Regions from separate parts of the Mus musculus genome. Here region 1 is linked to region 2. A link is a contact called in public HiChIP or PLAC-seq data. All regions are on one chromosome and are shown on one strand. Each heading gives the region's core, a stretch centred on a gene start, on an enhancer-like site or on the middle of the called end of the contact. The rest is flanking DNA. Distances are from core to core; before and after follow the strand shown.

Evidence for each region. HiChIP or PLAC-seq counts read pairs in DNA pulled down with a chosen protein or histone mark.
Region 1: a contact with region 2 is called in an H3K27ac HiChIP or PLAC-seq map of embryonic stem cells, with 11 times the contacts expected there. The contact joins two enhancer-like sites. A contact is called at or near these places in 2 of 484 Hi-C or Micro-C datasets (cerebral cortex and frontal cortex), 1 of 115 datasets of contacts at active chromatin or transcription factors (embryonic stem cells) and 1 of 9 other capture datasets (embryonic stem cells).

What each region holds. Positions count from the first base shown.
Region 1 is chr1:77,411,366-77,416,544 of GRCm38.p6, reverse strand. The region is part of intron 5 of Epha4 (Eph receptor A4); the gene reads left to right. Among named protein-coding and RNA genes, the nearest start is that of Mir6352, 83 kb to the left of the region's middle. Within about 2 kb of position 3,069, at least 17 of the 459 cell types and tissues checked have an H3K27ac peak or open chromatin away from gene starts, as enhancers often do. A contact at or near this core is called in embryonic stem cells, where this site is marked.
Region 2 is chr1:75,658,828-75,663,734 of GRCm38.p6, reverse strand. No RefSeq gene overlaps it. Among named protein-coding and RNA genes, the nearest start is that of Slc4a3, 110 kb to the right of the region's middle. RefSeq lists an enhancer at 481-2,982. Within about 2 kb of position 1,289, at least 35 of the 459 cell types and tissues checked have an H3K27ac peak or open chromatin away from gene starts, as enhancers often do. A contact at or near this core is called in embryonic stem cells, where this site is marked.

The DNA.
Region 1 (5,179 bases), core at 1,820-4,319, 1.8 Mb before region 2:
AGAGCCATCACTGTAGAAGGTGTGGATCCTTGTTGCTTCATTTTTTTTTTCCACCAAAAACTAGAAGAGTAACACAGAACCCTGAACAATGGGAGTTAGAAGCGTGTCCTCAGGGAAGCAGAAAGAAAGGTGTTTATAGCTTTCATTTGGAACTTACTCCACTGCAGAGAAGCCAGCTGACTGCAGTGAGAGCCCGAGACAATGCCTTGGAAATCTTAGAATTTTAAAGCATGTTATTCAGAGGAGAAGCCCTTGAAATAAATAAAAGTGCTAATTTTTCGAAGTATATTTGCACTGTGTGTTTTTCTCTTCCTCCTCCATTTTAGAGCGCACACAAAATAACTTGCACAGCACACTGGCGCCGTACTTTATGTGTTTCTTAGTGGCCATGCTGGGCATGTATTTTTAGGTGAGATGTTGTTCTAATGAGGTTCTTCCAACACTTAGGGATTCACTCCTGGGTGGAGCTGGATCCAGCAAATTTCACACTTCAGCAAATTGTGTTTAAAGAGAGGCCCTTGAGAGATGCTCTGAACCCCTCTATTAAAAAAAAATCCCCAAACAGTTAGGGCTTTCCTAATGCATGCATTCTTTGTTATATTTTATGACTACAAAAGTCATCTTGAATTCTTAAGCACCGATCTAGTTGAAGACATCTATTGGCCTTAATAACATTTTAAATTTTAATGGCTCAGTTGTTTCCGCTCTGAGCTTATACTGCATGTAGGAGTTTAAACTATCTGGCACACACAATTCCGTGTCTGGCTGATACCCTAAAAATTAAAAAAAAAAAAAAAATCTGTGGTTGCCAATTCTCAAACTTAAAATCCTCCTCATAAATGACTCTTCTTTTTTTTTTTTTTTTTTTTTTAAATTTTTTTTTTTTAAAGTTGTTAAGACCAATTTCTTTTTTTTTTTTTTTTTAAGATTTATTTATTTATTTATTTATTTATTTATTATATGTAAGTTACACTGTAGCTGTCTTCAGACATTCCAGAAGAGGGAGTCAGATCTCGTTATGGATGGTTGTGAGCCACCATGTGGTTGCTGGGATTTGAACTCTGGACCTTTGGAAGAGCAGTCGGGTGCTCTTACCCACTGAGCCATCTCACCAGCCCTAAATGACTCTTCTGTTTCTAATCTCTAACATCGCTTTTAGAGAATTAATTGTCCAAGAGGTAAAGTTTAAGAGATGAGGATTGCCGAAAGATAATTTTATGGCCATGTTTGTTTGTTTGTTGAGAGCATAGCATATGGTGGTGACCATTCTGAGGAACCATTTTCAAAAGGAGCTGTGTATAATCTAATCCAAAAGCCCCTGTCTCTTTGTCCACTCACTGTGGCTTCACTGTGTCCTGTCTATCGCAGCAAAAGAGACAGTTGCATGGAAAGTGGAAGCTGCCTGCCCCATAAGTATCTCCTCAGCCCTTGGGCTTAGAACTCCCCTATACTTCCATACTGTGGAATCAAAGAGGGATCGAGATTCAACATCACAAACACGGTGTTCATCTGTTGCTCTGTCTGCCTCTCCTTTCTGCTTATGACATTCCACGTAATTGTCCAGAGTCATCATTTTTTTTTTTTTTGTCAGCCCCACAGTTCTGTAAGCCAAGTGACATTTGGGCTTGGAAAGCTTCCACATAGCCGGGAATACATCAATTTGTCAGAGAAAGATTCACCCACATCTTTCTTAAGACAGTAAGGCCCTGTCAATAATATTCCCTATCCTATAATTTTGTGATATACTTTAATTCTTTTCCAAAAAGTGCTATCTGAATTTTTCTCTCTTCTGACTGTGTTTCAAAGGCAATGAGATTCATTAAAGAAGAAAAAAAGAGTTTTAAAAGTTTAGGTAAAGGGACTCAAACTCTCAATTTATAGTAACCCTGACTTTTGTGAGTAGCTTGTGTGATCTCTTAAAATGACCATTAGAAAATAGGTGTGCTATTTCAGATACATACATCATATATACGTGATGGGGAATCGGGTGGCTTAGAAGGTGACTAATAGGTCTTTGGACCTTTGGGTCACCTCTTTGAATGTAGATGTCATCCTAAGTGTTCCAGAGCCTGACCACTTGGCAGCCATGAGTGACTATGTTAATGGGTTTGATTTCAGTCCAGGTCTTTGCCGACAGGTGCTCATATCATAACTGACACTAATTGACTTCCTAGTGTTTCAACTTGGATGATAGTGGGCCATCTCTGAGACAGTTATAAGGAAGGAGAGCTTCGTGATATATTCAGTCTCCCTTGAAAGTCAAGAAACTGAATGTCCTGAGTGGGCCCCCTGGTGCCATGTCTCTGCCTGGCCCCTTTAGCCCAAGAGGCAGGACAAAGTAATCTAATTTTGAAAATTTTTCTAATAACTCAGGATGGCTAATGACTCTTGTCATTGAGCCTTTCTTTTCAATTGTCCTGTACAAATGTATACCATTTATGAAAATTGGTACTTTTGTTTAAAGTTTTTAACCAGATCATGTATTCATAAAAATAGCTACAAATGATGCTTATTGACAAAGAATATAAAGTTGTATTCATGCCCTTGCAAAATTAAGGCCAGTATGAGAAAAGTAACAGGGCACCCTTTATCCGAAAATTTCAAAGTCTGATCTGGGTGCAGTGGTGTATCTCACTGCAATCTCAGCACCGAGGAGGTGGTAGCAGGAAAGTGAGGGTTCAAGGTCATCACCTGTTACATAGCAAGTTGAAGGCCAGCCTGGGCTACATGTGAACTTGTCTCAAACAAAACCTAAAAAGAATATCAAGGAATAAAATTAAAGGAGACTCAAGCGTCTAAGGTTCTCTTGAACCTCTCCAAGTGCTTGCATCCAGATTAAGACATCAGCGGGTAGTCTGACTGGGGCAGCGGCCTGAGACGATTTGTATTGATAAGACTGTTTTCTGGAGCTTTTCTGAGTTTATCTATTAGCTGACCCCTTTTCCTCCTTCTTTCCCTTCCTCCTTCCACTGCTTCTTCTTTTACTTCACAGATGATTCCAGTATCCCTATAGCACTTGGCAAAGTCACAACTGTCCTGAATTAATCACCACACCTTAAACAATTCTCAATAACAATAGTCACAGATCTATTTGTTAAAACCAACAGGCTCCTTTAGCAAATGTTAAACGCCTTAACCTCTACAGAACAGCGTTTATAGACGTAAGACAGTAGAAGTAGCTAATAGAGAGGAAGGAGCAGGACTCTCCTTTGGTCAGTTTCTGGAGAAGGCTTTCCAAGTCTCCCCATGTGTAAATGTGGAAATTTGAATGTGGGAAGCAGGAGGCCAGAGCCAAACTCTACTGGGTGCATCTATCTCTCATGCTGGCATTTAGAAGCTTGGTGATTAAAACATGTTTAATTGAGGACCGTTCTAGATGCTCTGGCCGTCAGAAAGCTAAATGTTGTAGCATTGTCAGGACGATTAGCAGCTGTCTGGGAAACAAAGCAGCCCATGGCTCAGCCCGTTCATTTTGCAGCCTTGGGAGGCACAGAGCTCTCCAGCAGGGCTGACAGTGAAGGAGTAAAGCCCTGGTGGGTAGCAGTTAATCCTTCCCTCTCTTGGCCGCTCTGTCCAAGAGGCTTCCCTTACATATTCCAAATAAATTCTGGAGGGCCCTGTGGGTCATGGAGGAGCTGGCTTTGACAAAGGGTTCTCTATCCAAGTCACACAGACAGACTAGCTGAGATACTCAATAAATAATAACTCTTCAATTTAGGTGAGCTTGACATCATCACTCTTCTCACTAGAAGCATCTAAGGTGGAAAAAAAAATTACGCTTTTTTTGCAGTTACCAGATTTAACTACCTACGTCCTTATCTTAATACAGTTGTCTTGCTCAGGCAAATTCTTATAAAAAGACCACCGAGAAGGAAGGCTTGTTTTCCTGTTGCCTCAAACTGCCATTCTGACTTAGCAGGAAGTACATTCGTGGAGTCCTGTGGTGTTTCTGTTGGCAAGTGTTGGGCTACACTTGTCAGAATGCGCCAACGAACCTCTTGAGAAACACGCAGTGAAACAAACAGCTGAGAAGATACTCAGTGCAGGGGCACCAGAGCCAGGAAAGGAGCACGTGACTGCTTATGGAGTCCCGGGTGTGATGCTGGGACCGGCCCTGTGGTGGCACATGAAGTAGTGTCTGTTAGAAGGGAAAATGATAATGCAACCGTTGTCTGCGCCAAGCGCAGGGATCCCGGTGCTTCGATTGCATTGTTGTTTTTGAAGTCACTGTGGCTCTATTCTACAGAAGTTTCCCCCTTTCTAGACTTGTTTCGGTTTTTTCTGAGCAGGAAGGCTTATCAGGGATTTTGGATCAGTCTTTCTAATGATAAGTGCAATAATTCACTACCTGTACACTCCAATAACCCTAATATTTGTTTTATGATCTTGTCATGAAAAATGTTTACATAACACAGAAAAGTGGGCAATATATTCTTAATTTGTCACCATTGGCCTCATCTCATAGCAGACACCTGTTTGATGGTCACATCATGAAGCACAGTACCACAGAATACTGTGAATCTTCCAAAAGCTTCTCGTGAGCCTCTTACCCCTCCTCCAACTCCAAATACTATTAGTTGTGTGTTATCTTTATCTCCACTCTTCAAGTTAGTTAGCTCAATGTGAGGGGATTCAAAACTAGATGGTGTGTGATATGTGTGCTAGCAGAGGCCATGTGTACTGACTTGGGAAATTCGGGAAACCACCACAACTCCATGTTAGTTGCTGCTATTTCTGTGGAAAGGAAAGTTAGCTTAAGTATACAATTTCTCACTCAAGGGTATGGTAGGTAGCACATGTCTTTAATCCCAGAACTGTGGCGGCAGAGGCTGGTGGATCTCTGAATTTGAGGCCAGATTGGTCTACAGAGTGAGTCTCAGAATAACCAGGGCTACCTTCAAGACCAGAAACCCACCTATGTTAGCTTGGCCTTAGTAATAAAATTTCTATAATATTCCCAAATTGGCACCACTGTTGGGGAGCAAATGTTCCCATGAGCCCATGGGGGTACCATTTCCTATTCAAATCCTAACAGAAAGAAAGGAGATGCACAGCTTTCTGTAGACCAGTGGGTGAGGATGTGGGTGCTAGCATATGGCTATGAAATTCACCAGTTACGGAATTATCTTAAGGAAGCTCCACTACTTTGTCCTATATTCTCCTCAAGGTGGGATAATAA
Region 2 (4,907 bases), core at 40-2,539:
CTCTCCCTCTCCCTCTCCCTCTCCCCCTCCCCCTCCCCTTTCCCCTCCCTCTCCCTCTTTCTCTCTGAAATTCCAGCTCCCCCAGTTCCCTCCTCCCCGGCCCCTCTACTCAGATCATAGTGGACAGAGCCAACGTGAACAGTTCTCCTCCAAACCTGTCCCTATTCAAAGCCTTTTTCATCCAAGTTGCTGGAAACTCAGCCCTTCCAGTTGTCCAAACCAAAACCCTCAGGGCCCATCCCTGACCCATTTCCTTCACACTCTCTGCTACTCCACCAGAGCATGCTCCTGGCTCTACCTCCACAGTAGAGCCAGAACACTGCACGATCTTACCACTTCCAGCAGAACCTCATCCTCCAAACCTTTCATTTTTCACTTTGATTATATTACCCTTCTCCCTTACTGTCTGCCCCTCCCCCTGCCCCCCCCCCGTAGTCTGAGTACCACCCACAATCTCCACCCCCACCTCCAGCTCATTCACCTCTGCAGGAGGACATAGCTTCCACAGGATGCATCTCAGTCTCATCAATCCTGCCTGCTTCTGCCACGAGGACCACAGGATGCCATTTGTCCCTGTCCTGATGAATGGATGTCATTGATGTAGACAATCTGTTTATTAGCAACTGTTACAGCCCAGCTAATCATTTCATTCCTAAATGACCAACTAACCTTCGCCTGAAATCCTTTTGACTAATTCAAGCCAGGTGTGATCCCCGTGACCTCCAGGTGAGCAGCAGGGTATCCAGTGTGCCACCCCAGAGTCATCCATCCCTCTGGCCTTCATGTCCTAACATCCCATTGATGTTTCCCTCCTCTGAAAAATCGCCAGTCACCCAACTCCACGCAGGTGCACACCTCCAATCTGCAGCTCCAGCAGCGGCTGCTGGTCTCCGTGCAGCTGTTTCTTTTCATGGGCCTCTTTTGTGCACTGACATCTCTGAAAGGCGGGGTGGGGAGCATATCGAATTTCAAGAGATGAACCAGCTGGCTTAAGAGAGACACAGAAGACACAGTCGGTGGGACACTTTTCATGAGAACATATTTCCAGCAAGCTCAGTCCATCTGGGGTGCTGCACGGCGTTAATCTCGCCCCTGAGATATGGATTAAGAAGATTCTGCCCATAAAAGATGCCTGCTTTTCAAATATGCACCCCCTCCACCCCGCCCCGCCCCACCCCCAGCCTGGAATGTAGAGACAGCTTAGGAACTCCGAATCTCAACACTGTCACTAGAGCCTGCTCTCTGGTTTCAAATTCACTTCACTCTCTTTCTTGTTTGAGTCTTTATTTTTTCCAGGTGTGGAATTGGCTAAGTGGCCACAACATAGTCTTACTCAACAACATCGGGCTGACTGCCTAAGGACTCAGTCAGCTAAACTGCCACTGAGGCTAACACGTGACATTTTGACCCTACAATTGCCAAGATGGAGCTGTTTGTTTTTGTAGACGTGTTTGAAACATGTGGGGCAGGTATACAATTCCCACGTGAGCCAGTGTCTCTGGTTATTCTGATGTAAACACACTGCTTCCCACAGCTGGGCCAAGACAGTCCCTTCAAGTCCTGTCTTTTTGAGCAGCCTAAGCTCAGAGCTTTCCAAAATGGAACTTCATATGTCTCATATGTAGCAAAAAAAAAAAAAAACTCCTTTTAATGTGTGTTTGTGTGGAGTTTTAAGTGTATGTGTGTGCAGATGCATGTGGAGGTCAGAGGTCATCGCTGGTGTCATCCTCTATTGATATGGCTTTCCTTTATTGGTCTCCATCTTATTTTTAAAGATTTCTTTAGTTCCATTTTATGTGTACGGGTACTTTGTGTTATGATCTTGAATGTTGCATGGCTTCAAAAGGGACTACACGAGGCCAAATAGTTCCACATAAGGTTTATTGAAAGAGAGAGGGGCAAGGTGGTGGAGGAAAGAGAAGTGGGGAAGAGAGAGAGATGGGAGGGGGGCCTTTCTTTATATATGGGTGATGATATAATTACAGGTAAAGGTGGGAGGTGGGCCAAGTGGGTTCTGGGAATATTGTGGCTATTGCCTTGGCAACGGGTCTGCAGGTCCCGCCTATGTGATGTCATAGGTTTTGGAGGTCATGATACCAACACTTTGCCTCCTCCACACATCTGTGTGCACTGCCTGCATACCTGGTGCCTACAGAGACTCCTGGAACTGGTTATAAACCACCAGTTGGGTTCTGGGAACATATGCCTGGGTCTCTGCAAGAGTACCAAGTACTCTTAACTTCTGAGCCATCTCTCCAACCCCTCCACCTTATTTTTTGAGCTAGGGCTTCTCACTGACCCTGAAGCTCACGGATTTGGCTAGACTGGCTGGCTAGCAAGCAGTGGGGATAATATCTCTACGTCCCCAACACTGGGGCTGCAGGAGCTTGAATACCATACTCAGATTTTACTATGGATGCCAAGAATCCCCACTCACGTCATCACGCTTAAGCCAACAGCACTTTCCCAACAGCACCACCTCTGCAGCTGACATAGATGGCAAAAATCTCAAACCAACACGTCTTGGTGCCAGGAAAATAACCTATCCCAGAAGAAATTAAAGGAGCATCTCTACTTAGTAAGATTATTAACATAGTAGGAAAGAGATCATTTTGTTAATGATCATATATTCGGGCTTCCATCAATTAAGGCTTTGAAGCAAACAGCCACAGAGAGGATTCCTCACTGATGCTAATCGGTATGGCAAATGACATTCCAAGTTCTGTTTCTCTCCTGACCATAGGAACTGAAAGTAAAAACAATTTGTCAGCAGAGCATTTGATCTGAGCTCAGGGTGCCCTAGTTCCAAAGTGCACAGCCTTGAACACAAATGGGGCAATAGCTTTCACCTAGGAAGCTAAAAACAACAGCCCCCCCCCCCACCTGCTCTGTTGCCCAGCTACATCCACTGAGTCCTGACAAAGGCCCTAGAAAGAGGCAGGTGCTGGAACAAGGTAAATCTGAAACACCCGTGCCAGTTCTTGTCTGGGTATCACTTGCCTGTGTTGTTTGTCATCGGTAATTGTTGCTGTTGTTACATTGTTACATTTGTTTACTAGGGCAGCAGGGTCAGGGGGCAGGTGCATGCCAAATGGAGGTCAAAGGACAATCTCCAGGATGCGGTTCTCACCTTCCATCCTGTGAGCCTCCTGGATCAAATTCAGGTCATCCAGCTTGGTGGCAAGCATGTTTACATGCCGAGTCACTGGCCTCGCTTGTCATTCTATTGCCCAATTGGTTATCTCGAGCTAACCAAGAGATCAAGGACACCTTAGCCAGTAGTTGTGCTTGAATTTTCAGACCAACACCACACCCCTCACCTGGTTCTTCATCTCAAAAGCAAATCCCTTCTCCCTGTGAAGCAACCAGCCTGTGAAGGAAGAGAGACTCCTTTCTCCACTTTTAATGATGTTTGGATCTTCAGGATTTCCAAAGGCCCACATAGAAAAGCCTTTCTTGCCAGCCTAGTACTATCAGGTGGTGGGAGAAGCATGAAGAGGTGGGATCTGGGGAGAAGTCTTCACATCACTGAAGACCTGGGGATCTCGATCTCTTCCTATCTCTCCCTCACTCTTTGGATTCCCAACCATGAGATGAGCAGTTTTGTTCCACCACAAGCCTAAAGCCATGAGCCAAGAAGCAGCTCAGAGCTCTTCCCTGTTGATCAAAACACAGCATCATCCAAAGATAGAAAGGAGCTCCCTGGAGAGCTTCTAGATTGGTAACTAGAATGTGCAGTTAAAAACCCCATTCAAGGGCTGGAGAGATGACTCAGTGGTTAAAAGCACTGACTGCTCTTCCAGAGATCCTTAGTTCAGTTCCCAGCAACCACATGGTGGCTCACAAACATTTGTAATCGGATCTGGTGCCCTCTTCTGGTGTGTCTAAAGACAATGATGTACTCGCATAAAATAAATAAATGAATAAATCATTGAAAAGAAAAAAAACTCATTCAAAAGAGATTACTCACTGTGGTGATTTCACTGGAAATGTTCCCCCACAGTCGTGAGAATCTGGATGCTTGGATCCCCGATGCTGGCGCCATTTGGAGAGGCAAAAGAGACACAGCCTTGTTTGAAGAAGCAAGTCACTGAAGGCAGGGTTTGAGAGTTGAGAGACTCATGCCATTCCCAGCATGCTCTGCTTTCTGGTTGTGGATCAAGTGTGAGCACTCCGCTTGCTGCTCTGGCTCCTGTGCCTTTGCTCCTCCACTGTAGACTCTGACCCTCTGCCACCATAAGCCTAAATAAACTCCTCTACAAGTTGCCTTGGTCATGGTGGTTTATCAAAACAGTAGAAAACCTAATGCAATAAATGTGAAAATTTTCACCTAATATTATATTATAAATATGACATTAATAAATCTTCACATGTTTACAGTGCTTCCCCACATGTTAGTATTGCTGATCCTTTCAGAAGTAAAGTAAACGTTATTACTCTGCCTTGCAGATTCTTTGTAATGAAAGTTGGGCGATGAAAGAAGTCATGTAAGTAATTCAATCCGAAATATCTCAGTGAATCAATTAGAGACATTTCTCTGGCCAATGCCAGGCTTCCTAACCCTCAGGTGCATACGTCCACACACAGTGTCTTCTAAAGAAAAAGGTTTAGACACTTTCAGGAAGTTAATGGTTGTAACTCTGATCAATGAAACATGGCCAGAAGAAATAGAAAAGAAATGTAGAATTGTTCCTCCCTGTTCCCCTATCCCCAAGTGAAACCGTTCATATGTGGCTATGACCAAGAGAGTCAACTATTAAGCAGCTCAGTAGTCCACTATAATGGTGCTTCTCACCAACTTCCTAAGGACCATGGAATTCTTGTCCCTTTCTGTTCTCTCTAGAGCAGAAGTCCCCTTGGGACAGAAACCTGGTCATATTCACCAGAAAGTCTCTTGATGTGGATTC